Regions from separate parts of the Xenopus laevis genome. Here region 1 is linked to region 2. A link is a contact called in public Hi-C data. All regions are on one chromosome and are shown on one strand. The core of a region is the stretch at or near the end of the contact, and the rest is flanking DNA. Distances in the headings are between cores, read along the strand shown. Region 1 holds the start of LOC108711469 (synaptic vesicle glycoprotein 2B). Region 2 overlaps akap13.L (A-kinase anchor protein 13).

The links. Hi-C and Micro-C count contacts between places; a contact is called where the count stands out from the background.
Region 1: a contact with region 2 is called in a Hi-C map of animal cap, with 6 times the contacts expected there. The contact joins the promoter of LOC108711469 here to the enhancer-like site in region 2. A contact is called at or near these places in 2 of 4 Hi-C or Micro-C datasets (the XL177 cell line and animal cap).

What each region holds. Positions count from the first base shown.
Region 1 is chr3L:117,713,605-117,720,683 of Xenopus_laevis_v10.1, reverse strand. It overlaps LOC108711469 (synaptic vesicle glycoprotein 2B), which reads right to left and starts at 5,073. Exons shown (of 13, transcript XM_018253239.2): 1 at 4,426-5,073.
Region 2 is chr3L:117,612,681-117,619,828 of Xenopus_laevis_v10.1, reverse strand. It overlaps akap13.L (A-kinase anchor protein 13), which reads left to right. Exons shown (of 39, transcript XM_041586857.1): 6 at 637-3,220. Among protein-coding and RNA genes, the nearest start is that of akap13.L, 84 kb to the left of the region's middle. Within about 2 kb of position 5,213, at least 1 of the 7 cell types and tissues checked has an H3K27ac peak or open chromatin away from gene starts, as enhancers often do. A contact at or near this core is called in animal cap, where this site is marked.

The sequences.
Region 1 (7,079 bases), core at 3,824-6,323, 100 kb before region 2:
ATGGTCGAATATTAGAACGATTTTTAGTTTGAATCGTTCGATTCGAAGTCAAAGGTCGAAGTAGCCAATTCAATGGTCGAATTAGCCAAAAAAACATTCGAAATTCAAAGTTTTTTTCTTCTATTCCTTCACTCGAGCTAAGTAAATGGGCCCCTAGATGAGTAACTGACAATATGTATTAAATGGTGTTATCATATAGTGAATAAAGTACCCCCTCTTGTAAATTATAAGGATATTATAAGTTACCGAGGAGTTTCATGACCATATAAAAACATAAGGTGGGTCATGGAACTCTAAGGTAACTTCTAATATCCTCATATTTTGCAACTGAGGGTACTTTATTTATTATAATACACAAGTTTCAGTGAGTCATGTGACAGAAATGACATCAGAACTCACCGTTTATAACTGATGACATCAGAACTCACTGTTTATAAGGATATAATTTACAAGGTATTCATGGCTTTTGTGTATTATATAATGTATTATATGATGTTAAAAATACCCCTACCAGTGGGCTTTTTACAGCTCCCTGAGGCTTGATAAAACAACATTTTAAAAGTCAATGATTTGACTTTTCACTGATTTCGAGAAGCCATTTCAGCACCTTACATTGCAGGTTCTTCCAGCAGCGATTGGGTTTATTAAGCAACTTCATAGTTCCTTCCAGATGTTGGCTGTTTACTCGACAAAAGGACATGAACTTGCACAATAGCAAGAAATGTGAACAAATAAATCAAAACCACACTTACTTCTACTGACTCACATTCTTCCATTGATTTGTATCCAGCTTGTGTATTTGAAATATTTCAAGAGTACACTTTTACATGCAGAGCTTGAGTTAACCCAGGAAAAAGGGATGCACTTGGTTCTTTATCTGACATGCTTTAAATCAATGACTAAAGGTCCCATTGGTATCAGTAAAACAGTGGGAAAGCAGTGACTGAAAATAAAGAGATGTCCTTTTCAGTTACTAAAATCTTCTACAGATGAATGCTTGACAAACACCTATCAAATGCTTAGGTTTTAGCAAAGACTGACTACTGACATATTTCTGTCTGTAGCCCTCCTGCGTGTCTTCACTTCAGCCCAATCAGTCATTCAGTAGCAGTCCCTTACTGTAAAGGAAGTAGATGATTTTACAAATCTGCCAAAAAGATCAAAGCCACTGAATAAGGAATACAGACAATTTCAAGGGATTCCAATATGACTGAAAATCCCTATGTGTTACAGCCTCTGATGTTGTGCATTGACCATTATGGATCCCATGTTCCACCAAATATCAGTTTTACCAGTGTTACTCCATGTCTCCCAACTGTCCCGTTTTTAGAGGGACAGCTCAACCTGCAGTCCCTCATTTGTACTGAAGTCCCGTTTTTCTCTGCACTGAACAGCCAGAAAAATAAACAATGTTTCTAATTGGCTTTTGGCAGAGAGTCCATAACAGCCACAGCAGAAGATAATTTGTAACAATTTCTAGATAAACAAATAAGTAATTGTAACAATATAAGATAACAGGTCCCTTGGGAAAAGTTAGACTCACAGCTTAAGGGCTAGTCCACACAAGGAGATTCGGGAGATTTTGTCGCCTGGCGACTAATCGCCTCGTCTTTTGAGCAACTATCTCCCCGAACTGCCTCAGCGTTTTTCCCTATAGGCTACAATGAAAAGTCGCCTGCGCTAATGCACATGCGGCGATGCGTTTTCAATAGTCGCCCAAAGTTGCCTCAGTGATAGTCACCCAAAGTTGCCTCAGCATCGCCGCGTGTGCATTAGCTGAGGCCGTTCGGGGAGACAGTCACTCAAAAGACTAGGCGATTTGCTGCCAGGCAACAAAATCTCCCCGAATCTACTCGTGTGGCCTTACCCTAAAGGGCAATTCACCTTCATTCGCAAAGCTGTAATAACTGAAAAAAAATCAAAGAAATGTGTTCAAACTTTCATAACCTGCCAAATTTTGTAAAATGAACATGGTAATTAGGGGGTGTGGCCACAAAAATGGGCGAAAAAAAGTTTCCCTCTTTTCCAAAATGTTCCTTTAATCAGGGTCAGACTGGGCTGGCGGGACACTGGGTAAAAACCCGGTGGGCCCCCAGCCCTCATGGGCCCTGTTGACCCAGACCTGCTCCCTATGGCTCACAGAGTCACTTCTCAAGCTCCTTCCTTACACCCCCCCCCCCCCGGTTCATCACAGTTAAAAAGGTATGTGCTGGGGAGAAGGGGGTGGACAGAGGGGAATTTGCAGCTGGTCATTTTTAATCGTGGCGTTATGAACTCAATGAGTCCCAAAAGAACCTATCACATAACAGTACCTCTTCAGACTTCCCTGTATGTTCATGTGTGTGCTGTGTACTTCTAATTGTAAAATGATTGGCTGGCCCTGAGTCATTCTTTCTGCTTCCTTCCTGCCCTGAACCTTTGCAAGTACATTTTACCGAAACCTAAGCCTGTCAATGGTTTTGACAAGGTTTGTACTGTCAAGACAACATTTGAGCATGATTTTATCTGCATTTAACTAATGACGCCTTCTACTAGCCTTAGAAGGAGAAGCTGACCCTGCACAAGGCAGTTCAGCACATAACAGTACAAAATATCTACAGAACATATTTGTGGTGACAGACAGTGGGACTTATTTATTAACACTGGCAGTAACCCATGGCAACAAATCAAATTGTTGCATTCATTGTTCAACTTGCAGTTGGCTGAAAAGACATAATAACTGATTGGTTGCTATGGTTTACTGCCCACAGCCAAATTTGGCCAGTGTTGATAAATAACCCCTAGTGTTCTGGATGATAGTGCCCACATTTTGAGTTCCTGGGAAATTACTATGGAGTTGTTGGTGGTCTTGTTTTTATCATGATGGATTTAACAACTCCATGAGATTAAGGGTTAGGCCACACGGGAAGATTTCAGGGAGATTAGTCGCCAGGCGACCAATCTCCCAAAATCTTCCCGTGTGGCCCTAGCCTAAAGATGTTAAAGATCAGTTGTCAGGACAAGAAACACCCAGTTACACACCCAGGAACAAAACCCTCCGTACTTTGAATCACATTTGTCCAACTTTGCAAACTAAACAGTCAAGGCCATTTTATAAACACCTTAGTAAAAAATATATTTGCATATAGCACCTTAGCAGTATATTTGACCTTAAGAGCAGAACTCCAAGAGGAGCTTTTAATGTCGCGAATCCACATAGGGATATGTGTGGAAAAATTAAAAGAAAACAGGAAATCAATTAATTGTGTGAAAATAATTTTGAGGGACTAGCCTTGATGAAATTTACATAAAAATAATCATTCGTGTCAATATCACATGAATAATTGATCATGTCATAAATAATTATCAAACGTGTGTATTTCTGTGTAAATCAATAAGGTTAACTTAAGCATTAACCCACAGCAACCAATCAGTGACCAGCTTTTTTTTCATCTGCAGATAGATCAATGAAACCAAAAATCTGAAACTTTGCCCAGTTTTTATAAATGACTGTAGGCTTACAGCCCACAAGGGGGCTCATTTATAAACACTCCGCACATTTGCTCCTGGGCAGTAACCCATAGCTACCAATCAGTGATTAGCTTTTTTTCAGCCAGCTGCAGGTTGAACAGTGAACGAAATTATCTGATTGGTTACCGTGGGTTTCTGCACAGGTGCAAATCTGCCCAGTGTTGATAAATGACCCCTAAGGTGTTTTGTCCCTGAACTATTTTATTTGCTGTAATAAAGACAAAAGAGATCATTTACAAGTAGAGCAGCCGTGTGCAAAAACACAAGCACAACTTGTATTGGAACATGCATCAATGATCGCACTAATTGAATCTTGTTTTTTACAATTGAAAGTGAGCAATGACAGTCGTTTATAAAATGTTCCTTGAACCTGTTGCCCAAAGAGTAACTATGATTCAGAGATATATCAGTGCAGGGCTGGATTTACATAGAGGCCCCCTAGGCCTGCTGTCGTTCGTTGCCCCTGTCCCCTCCCTTTTACGCACAAATTTTCTGAGCAATGGAGATTAGCGCACGGGAAGTTTAAAAAAATATTGTATCTCCTGCACATTCCTAGTGTTTCTGAACCAATGTGGGTGTGATTGGGCTGCATACCGCCCTCTAAAATCCTGACGCCCTAGGCCCGGCCTTGGTGGCCTCTCCACAAATCCAGGCCTGTATCAGTGGGATGTAAGGGTTAATCTCAGCACTTCTCTCATTTGGCAAAATGCCAAGTCATTGGGTGCTACCCAGTAAGCCTGACTGGGAAAGCCTGTCCTTAAAGGAGAAGGAAAGGCAAAAACAAACTTTAGCTGTAAGCGTTGCCAATATATGGTACATATAGTTTGCAGCAAGCATTCCCCTGTTACTTTTTCCAACAACATTTTTGCTCCAATCGATTTTTCAAAAAGTAAAGACAAGTATGAAAAAGATTACCTTTCTTTCTGTAAGAAATCTGTTCAAGTAGGGCACACGCATGCGCAATAGCTTCAATCCGTGCCCTGCGCATGCGCACAAGACTATTTTTTCTTCCCCTTGCTGCGATGACGATACGGTCACGTGACCCAGCCGCATGTCATCGCTGACCTCTCTGCCCCGCCTCATAAATCTAAGCCAATAGCTGAGGCAGCTTCCCGGGGAAGCTTTGAAGCTGCTGCGCTGCTCTGATATTATTTACAATCTGTCAGTGAGCGAGCGCAGCAGCTTAGGAAGGGGGGCGATACAAAAAGGCAGCCAAGGATCGGGTCTGTCTGACTGAGGTCTGTACTAAGCCATAAAGTCAAATACAGATTTTATTTTGACTGACGTGACGTCAGCGGGGTCACGAAGGCAGTGCATGCGGAAGAGAAGCTCAAATTTAAAATGGCGGCGCTAAACTGCTTTAACGGGAGAAACTTCCAAGCGCTTGTGCACAGATTGAGCACGGATTTAAGCATTTTAACTGCAGCGTTTCAGAAGGGGGAAGGATGGAGAACACAGTGAAGGTAGCATAGTTTTTTGCCTTTCCTTCTCCTTTAAGGGCCACAGTTTCAATTAAGCAAAATAAAACAATAGATTCATGCTGGAGAAGTATACAATACTGTTACAACAGTTCTGTTTTTGGGTACAAATACTGCACCTAAAGCTGACTCTTCACTGGTTGCTATGGAAGCTTAACTGGATTACTGAATAGACATGACAGACTGAGCCTGGGTAATCCACTTGATGCTTTGGCTCTGTTCCTTACAAAACTAAGTGACTGTTGTTTTTACTTGGCTGGAGAAATATCTGGGAAGAAGAGGGAACATGGCGTTAATATCTATATGAAAACTCTGAAATTACCCAGGCTGCTTTGTGAGCCAGGTTGGATCAGGTTGTGCGAGCAAATAGTTTTCGCAGCTGCCGAGGAAGGCACAGAATTTAGCATGAATATTTACACTGCTATTAAAAGCATGTTCTTGTTCTGCTTATATTTAATCTTTATCATCCCATATATGTAAGGGCGGGGGGGGGAGCAAAGATGGGGAAAAAAAGAAGAACCAATACATTTCTCACAGCTGCGGCAAGCAGTTCTACACATAACCCTGTATGCTCTATGATGGTCAGGCGGCCGCACTAACAGCTGCAGAACAGATGCAAGTGGAGTCATAAAGGATATTTATAAAATAGTTTCATGACTTTTTTTTTTTTTTTAACAAGATGTGGAGACCAGGGTTCTTTGTTTAGATCTAATACACATATAACCATGTTAACAAAAACAAAACTCTTTTTAACAGCAAATAATTACAGGCTGCCGAAGGTATGAGTGTATTGGTACCGCAGCCTTTACAAAACTCCACAATGTTGTTGTAATGGATCCACACTTTGCTTTGGAGACTGTTTGGCACATACTTGGTTTTGCTGGATGTGTGCCCATGTATGTATAGTGTATTAATAAAAAGTCACCACTAGAGGGAGTATGGGTATACTTCTTGTTTCCCATTTTAGAAATGAGATGGATTTGATGGCATTAAGCCCTTACCTTTCAAACATATTTAAAGAGGTTTTTCATCTTTAAATTAACGTTTAGTATGACAAAGGGAGTGATATTCTGAGACAATTTGCAATTGGTTTTATTTTTTTATTATTTGTGGTTTTTAAGTTATGTAACTTTTTATTCAGCAGCTCTCCAGTTTGTCATTTTAGCCGTCTGGTTGCTATGTTCCAAATGACCCTAGCAACCATGCATTGATTGAATAAGATATTGGAAGAGGATAGGAGAGGGCCTGAATAGAAAGTTGAGTAATTCAAATAGCAACACAATGCATTTGTAGCCTTACAGAGCATTTGTTAGATGACCCCCATTTGAAAGCTGGAAAGAGTCAGAAGAAGAAGGCAAATAATTCAAAAACTATAGAAAATAAGAAATGAATTGGCAATTCTATAACATACTAAAAGTTAACTTTAACGTAAACCACCCCCTTTAATACTGACTTCATACAGTCAAATTAAACAGTCACCAGGGACTTTTTAAGGGCAGGGTTCAGAGAGTTAACCCTTTCGAGGTCCGAGCCTCAACCACAAAATGTTGTTGGCAAAAGTATAGTGAATCTATACCACTGTTTAAAAATAATTTTTAAAATTTGAGATAATAGATGCCCACCCTGTCGCTCTCTACCATCCTCCTAATTCACTGAAGTGATAAAGGCTGGAAATGCTTCACTTTTTTGTATGGTGTTATAAATAAGCCTTAACAAGCCTAAAGCATTAGAATAACCACTTAAAAGTTATTTTTAAAAAAACTGCTGTATTATATATTATCCAATTAATATGAAGCATGTAATATGTGCCTTGCAAAACTGGTTTCCATTTGCTGCAGTGCACATTTTCTTTTTCCAGTACTGCGTTTCCGTATGTCAGAATAGATATCCTGTTCTCCCAAACTGCCTTTTGTACTTGCTCCTTGCAGGATGTTCACAAACATGTTGAAGGATTATATTACACAGTTGCATGGTTACATGGCAGCCAAATTAAGAGACAAATGAGAAGAATTTCCTATTGTTTCATCTTAAAATGATCCAGCAAGGCTTGACGAGGAGATGCCAAAAATAAAGCAAATGTATCTGCAGGGA
Region 2 (7,148 bases), core at 3,964-6,463:
TGTCAGATTTCAAAATTGAATATAAAAAAAATCTGTTTGCTCTTTTGAGAAATGAATTTCAGTGCAGAATTCTGCTGGAGTAGCACTATTAACTGATGCGTTTTGAAAAAAACATGTTTTCCGATGACAGGATCCCTTTAAAGTTCAGTAGTTTAGTAACATATATCAACCAATCATCTCTTTGCTTTTAAACATGTAACCAGTAAATGCTATACGTCACTAGCCTGGTAGACCGACAAGCTTAATGCTTTTTATTATATTACCCCTTAATGTATTAAGAGTGAATGAAATGTGTTTTCACTTTGCAACATCATGAGATTATGTATGTGTTAATTTTCTGTAATGTGATTGGCCGCTCAGTCTGAATCATTTGTGTCAGCCCTGGACAAATGTGGTTGTAAATTTATGAAGTTCGGTGATTTGTGAGCTGTGTGTTGCTGTGATTCATACACAAATCTGTGTACAAAGCTGCTATATCTGCATGACATGGCAAAAGTGTTAATATTGGGGAAAATTCATATTATTCACCTATCACAATCCCCTTTTCTAAAGCAGTTGTCCTGGAGTTACTGTACATTTGCTATTATTCACATCTTATTGTGTCAATGCTAATGAGCCGCGTATGTTGTTTTACAGGGAACCGAAGAAATAGCAGAGTGCCAAGCACTGACGGAAGAGTCTGACAGTTCATGTTGCCCACATCACAACACAGCGAGTAGTGCTGCTGAGAAGGATCTCCCCTCTGGAGCAACTCATCAAGGAGACCTAGAAAATACTGGGGGGGCAGCGATGCTTTCACTAAATGTTTTAAGTGAAATAATGGAAGAAAGCTGTGCCAAATCTGACAATGGGGTGGACCCTGTGGGTGGGGAAGTTGCAGTTTTTTCCTCTGAAAGTAAAAAAGATACAGAAGAGGAAGAGGTGGTGCCTGAGTCTATTGTAGAGGCAGAGAATCTGTCAGTTACAGGCGACCATGTAAAAGGCTCTTGCACTGAAGTACATGCTGCCGAATTACCTCTTTCCTGTGGAAATTCAAATGAGGAAACTGGAATAACATCAACTGAATTAGGCTCGGAGCAAGAAAGTGTGCTTGAAGGAGATAATACCGAACAGGAAATGATAACCGTTAAAGAGGGCACAGTAGCAAACTCTGAAATTACGGAAGCTACACACGAATTCAGCAATATCACTAACCACAACATCGTGGAGATGGGGCAAACTGTGTCAGGCTACTGTACAAGCAATGCAAACACTATGGAAATGCACAGTGGCTCAGAGAGCAGTGAACTGGAAACTGGGCCAAGGGATCCTCTGGTCAACCTGCCTGCTGACTCCATTAGTGTTGGGCACATCTGTGGGACTAATATCTGCTCCTGTTCTGTGGCTCCAGCAGAGTTGGTACCAAAGCAGAATGCAGCAATTAACAGTGAGTTGGACTGCAAGGGAACATCTGAGGACACTGGAATAAATGAAATCAGTGAATGTTGTGATGCTGATAAAAGTACTGAAAATGAAATTCCTGCTGAAACAAAGGATAGTCCTTGCAATTTGGTTCAGCCTTCAACAGAAATTGCTTTTTGTGATCCAACTGCTTCTGAACCTTTGACTTGGCAGTCAGAATCTGAACAATGCAAAAAATCTTCAGTAGTCAGAACTGAGGATGAAAAGCAGGAAAGTTCAGAGACAGAACCACTAGGGGACAGACTAACACAGCTCGCAAACTGTGATATGGACAGCCACTCTCAGGGCATAGAGAAAGCTATAAATGATATGTCTCCTTCTGACAAAGAAAAGGAAGGAAGTTTAAATTCTGACATCCCATGTAGCAATTGCCCAGAAGAAGCCCTGTCCCCTGAACTATCCAGTTGCCAAATAGAAGAAAAGAGTGCAGAAGGCGACCCTTCTATAGCTGCCTGCCCCAACACCAATTCTCAGAGCATGTCACCTCTTGGTTTGCCTGTTTCTGAGCAGCAGCTACCAACACTCATACAGCTTCATGCAGAACTCATTGTAGCTGAAATTTTGCAGGAGATTATAGAAAAGCTAGACACCACATCACTTCTTACACAGACTGCACAACAACAAACTGACTGTCTGCAAGAAGAGACTAAGCTTCCACCTGCTGGCCACTCTGCATCAGTGCAGGAGGAGGAAGATCAGTCTGTGTGTACTGGAGAGTGTAATAAAGTCTTTGACACTCCCTCTCTGCTTAGTAATTATGATTCTCTGCAAAAGCAGGAAGTATTAGCAGCAGAAGATACTCTGAATAGTAATGCAAACACTGAAATGCAGAAAACCACTCCAGCGTGCAAGCAAAGCAGAGAGCAGTTGCAGGTCAACACCGGTGTAGAAGATCAGGCAGAGCCTGAACCAAACGTGATGCTCTGCGAAACATTTAAAGATGGGGGTCAAGATGAAACATTACCTATTTCAGATGTTTTCCAGTGTGACACTGATTGGGGAAATGAACTGCCATTGCAGTGCTGTGATTGCACTGAAAGTCTTGCTGCAGAGATTGAGGAAAATACAACTCTGTGTAACACAGTAGACCTGAAGGAGTCCACAGATAAGGAATGTGTCTCAGAGTCAACAGAAGAAACTGGAGTAAAAATGACTTTTGTAAACCCATCTGATAATGTATTGGAATCTGAGACATGTCTTGCTACTTCTGAAAAAGAGGAGCCTAGGGGAGTTGATAGCAAGGAGTCATTGCCCGCTTATGATAAAGATGGGGAGGATTCTGAGCTGGTGACCATCACTAGGGTATGTCTTCACCCTATCGCTGAGGAATCATTGCTCAATGGTGACTCTGCTTCAGATACAGCATCTACAAGTAGTGAAAGTGAGGAATCCTTGCACTCAGATGATTTGGAAAAACTTCTAACTTCAGATGCAAAAGAAGTAGAAACAGCCCAGCAAATTCTGAATTCTAACTATCATACAGACATTCCTTTATCTGAGGAAGTGCACATCAATGTCTATTCATTGGAAGGTCCCAATGGAGCAGTGGATGTGGAGTGTGAGGCTTGCATCGTATCTGGGTTATTGGAGACAGAATCTGTAAATGGTTTAAGCACTGATGCACCCCAAGATAAGGAGAATTCTGTCCAGGACTCTGAAGTCACTGATTCTCTTAAAGAGGATGATTCTGGATTTGACTTGTCTATCACCATGGAGGAGACTACTTACCCCAGCATATCCGACACAGAGATTCTCCCAGGTAACATATATCACTTATGAACTCTTTAAACCCAAACAGTTGTTACTGCAATGTAAGAGCATTCATCATGTTAATCTTTGTTCAAGTATTTTCCTGTTTCATTAGGATAGTAACCTGAAACAATAGTCGGCATACAGTGGCCTGTTACCATATTCATGTTTCTGCAAGCATGGAATCTATTTTTGGTTTGAGAATCAATTTGTTTCAGAATGCTAACAATGCATTGTTCTGGAGTTTTCCATAATAATGGCTTAAATATAATTGCATATACATGAAGAATTGAATCCAGTCAGGTGTGGGATTCACTGGGAATATGTTTGTAGAATTCATAGTATGCCTTTTAGTTAAAGGTGTAGTTCACCTTAAAGGAACAGGAACACCAAAAAATGGAAGACTTTTAGGGTAGTGGCAGACGGGGTGTAGGTGACTAATCTCCCTGAAATGCCTTCCTGCCAGCAAGAGTGCGAATCGCTGGTGGGACGGTATACGTATCTCTTCGGAATTCCGAAGTCGCCTGAAGTTCCTCGTGAGGCAACTTTGGAAAAACGAAGCACTTCGTATGCCATCCTGCCGGTGATTCACATTCTTGCCGGAAGGAAGGCATTTAGGGGAGATTAGTCACCCGCAGTAGAGAAGATTTGTCGATAGGCGGCTAATCTCCCTGTCTGCCACCACCCTTAAAATAATTAAACTATAATGTACTGTTGTGCTGCACTGGATAAACTGGTGTGTTTACTTCAGAAACTCTACTATAGTTTATATAAACACTGAGGAGCCATTCAAAGCTGAAAAAGGTGAAAAGGCACAGGATACACAGCAGGTAACAGATAAACTCTGTACTATACAATGGGATTCTACAGAACTTATCTGTTATCTGCTGTGCTTAAATGGCTGCCCCCATGGCTACACAGCAGATTGTTTATATAAACTATAGTAGTGTCTCTGAAGCAAACACACTAGTTCTACCAGTGCAGGGCAACAGTACATTATATTGTGATTCCTTTAAAACACTTTCATTTTTTCTGTTACTGTTGCTTTAAAGTTATCTTTTAGTATAGTGCAGTTAAGGGTCCGGCAACAAATCTCCTCTTCTGCGGGGTGCAGTTAAGGGCCCGGCGACAAATCCCCTCTTCTTCAAGGGGACTAATCTCCCCAAACTGCCTCCTGTCGACTAGAATGTAAATTGCCAGCGGGATGGCACCCGGAGCACTTCATTTTCTGAAGTTTCTGGCAACTTTGGACGACTTCGGAAAACTAAGCGCTCCTAGTGCCACCCAGCCAGCGCTTTACATTCTAGCCAACAGGAGACCGTTCAGGGAGATTAGTCGCCCCAAAGAAGAGGAGCGAAGAAGCCGGGCGACGAATCTGAGCGTGTGCCCTGACCCTTAGGCTAAAGTTACGCATGTGTCTTCATTGTATACAGTGTGTATTTTGGCCTAAAAATATGCAAGTGTGTATTTTATGACTAACAACTGACAGAGAAGATGTGATATAAGCCTTAAACAACTGGTTGGGAGGCTTTCCTATGGAAAAGTTGCTTATAATAGGTCCATCTTTAACACATTAAAAGTTAATGTAAGTGTTTGACTTGTAACCCTACATTCCCTGTGAATAATAACTCTCAGCAGTAGTTGTAGAAGCACCTATGCTTTTGATCTGTTTGCTGCAGGAAGTTGCAGTCACCTGTGGCAAACAACGGGAAGTAAAAACGAAAAAAAAAAAAGTAGACTTCCCCTGAGAAAATATTATGTACCTGTCGTGACACATTTTCTTAATGAAAAACATAGCATATAATCATTATATATTTTTTCTATATACACCAATTTAAAACACTGATCTGTTTATCAGGTAATGGGATGAGGTTTCAGAGCTTTATAAAGAGTTGGCTGAAAGCTGACACCATGAAGAAATAATTGTCACTATAGGTGCTATTTAGCCTCGGCTTGGCTGGTCTGACCACTGTTTGAAGGCCGAAATACAATAATGCACCTGCTGCTCACTGTGTACAGCAATCACTACACATTGCTTGAAACAGGTCAGTTTTAAAGGGGACAGAACAAGCAGAAAAGCACAACATCTGCACATGAATGTTTGTTATTTATGGTCAACACAGATTTCTGCTATATAAAAAAAAGTAGAAAAACAGGTGTGCCAGATTCACTAGCCCCATGCTGAATGCGTCTATCTATGTACAATTCTATTTCTATAGAGCTGCTAGCATATGCAACTCTGTACAATTTTACAATTTGGACAGAAAGTACAAGCAATATAAATAGTAATAAATGAAATGTTTAGAGATTAAGAGCCACATTTATCAAAGGTCGAATTTTTTAAAAACTCCCATAAATTTAAAATTCAACCAATCGAAATTTATTAATAAAATCAAATTTTTAAATCTGGGATGAATTGAATCAACCCAAAAATTCGGAAACAAATTGAGTTTTTTTTTCAGTTCCAAAGGGGTTTGAGGGGCACACACCTGGTTGATTTCCTCAATTGCTTCGGTGCACCTCCCGTAGTGTCCTTCCACACTGAGCCACAGGAATCAGAGAAGAGAAGGGCAGCACTCCAGGATAAAGTAAAAATTGCCTTTATTTACATACAGCAGGGCAGCATAGCAACGTTTCGAGCCTCGCACGGCTCTTTGTCAAGCTGAGTCAAATTGAGTTTTTTTTCACCCAAAAAAACGTGAAGAAAATCAGGAAGGCTGCAAACAACTCCAAATTGATCCCTGGACCTCACTCCCATTGGCTTAAACAGCAATTTGGCAGGTTTTTAGGAGGCGAATAGTCAAGATTACAGTCAAATTATTAAACTTCAGAGTTCAACATCACTTGCTGACTGTTGTGCATTACAGTACATATAGACTAGGTAGTTGACCTCCATGTTATCAAATATACTAAAAATAGAAAATATATTGAAACTGAAGTTTATTACTACTTTAGAGATTTACTTTCCTTTTAAATATGTTTTACTCCACATGACTTTTCCTCCTCATTTGAGAACAGATTGTGTGTCTCTCTTCACACTTTGATCATCAACTTGATGGACTTTGTCTTTTTTCAACCCGATTAAAATTAGTAACCCCTCATTTGTTCGCTTGTCTCTGAAATTTCTGCAACTTTCAGAATCTACTCTGCCCTCCAAAACTTTCAATGCTTTAACATCGTAAAAAGACGTCTATTGGATACACCCCCACAAATTAGCATACCATTAAAAATTATCATCAGTTTGTTAAAAAAGTTTTATTTTATTCCCCATCCCTTTCAACTGTTAGCTCTAATTTTACTGTTTCGTTCTGTATTGGTCTAGTACTGTTTGCTATTTTTGTACAGTGCTGCATATCTCGCATAAATAAGGATGTTAGAATCAACAAAGACATTCAAAAACCACTTTAAGTACATTTTCATTTTCGCTATGGTTCCCCTGTAAGTGAGAGCACTCTGAAGTTAGCTACCACTGGACTGTCACCCTTGTGGCAAATAAGAGAAACACTTTGATAGATGTATGGACCCAGTGGGTGTAATGAATACTTCTGCATAAGGTTACTTATAAGTCTGTAGGAAAAACAAGCCCAGGGTGAAGGTCTATCCCAGATTCCAGCCTTGATAAAGCAAACTTTGAAAAATGTGCCAACAGGGTGATGTCTTTGTCCTTTCCCAGGGGAAACTGACAGTTTAGAAGTTGTTGAGAACCAACACTGCTGATCGATCTGTCCTCTTTGTATGGGGGAGCACATTATGTGGGGGCATTGTGTTAATTATATCTCTTGTATAAGGGCATGTACATTATGTTCTACATGAAGATCCATCGATCAAACAAAGTTCTGCACAATGTTTATGCTGAGAGAATCAAAGAGAACCATTTAGTTCCCAGAGCATTCTTATGAACTACTCTGCAGATTCTTTTCATGGCCTCTGGTATGTAA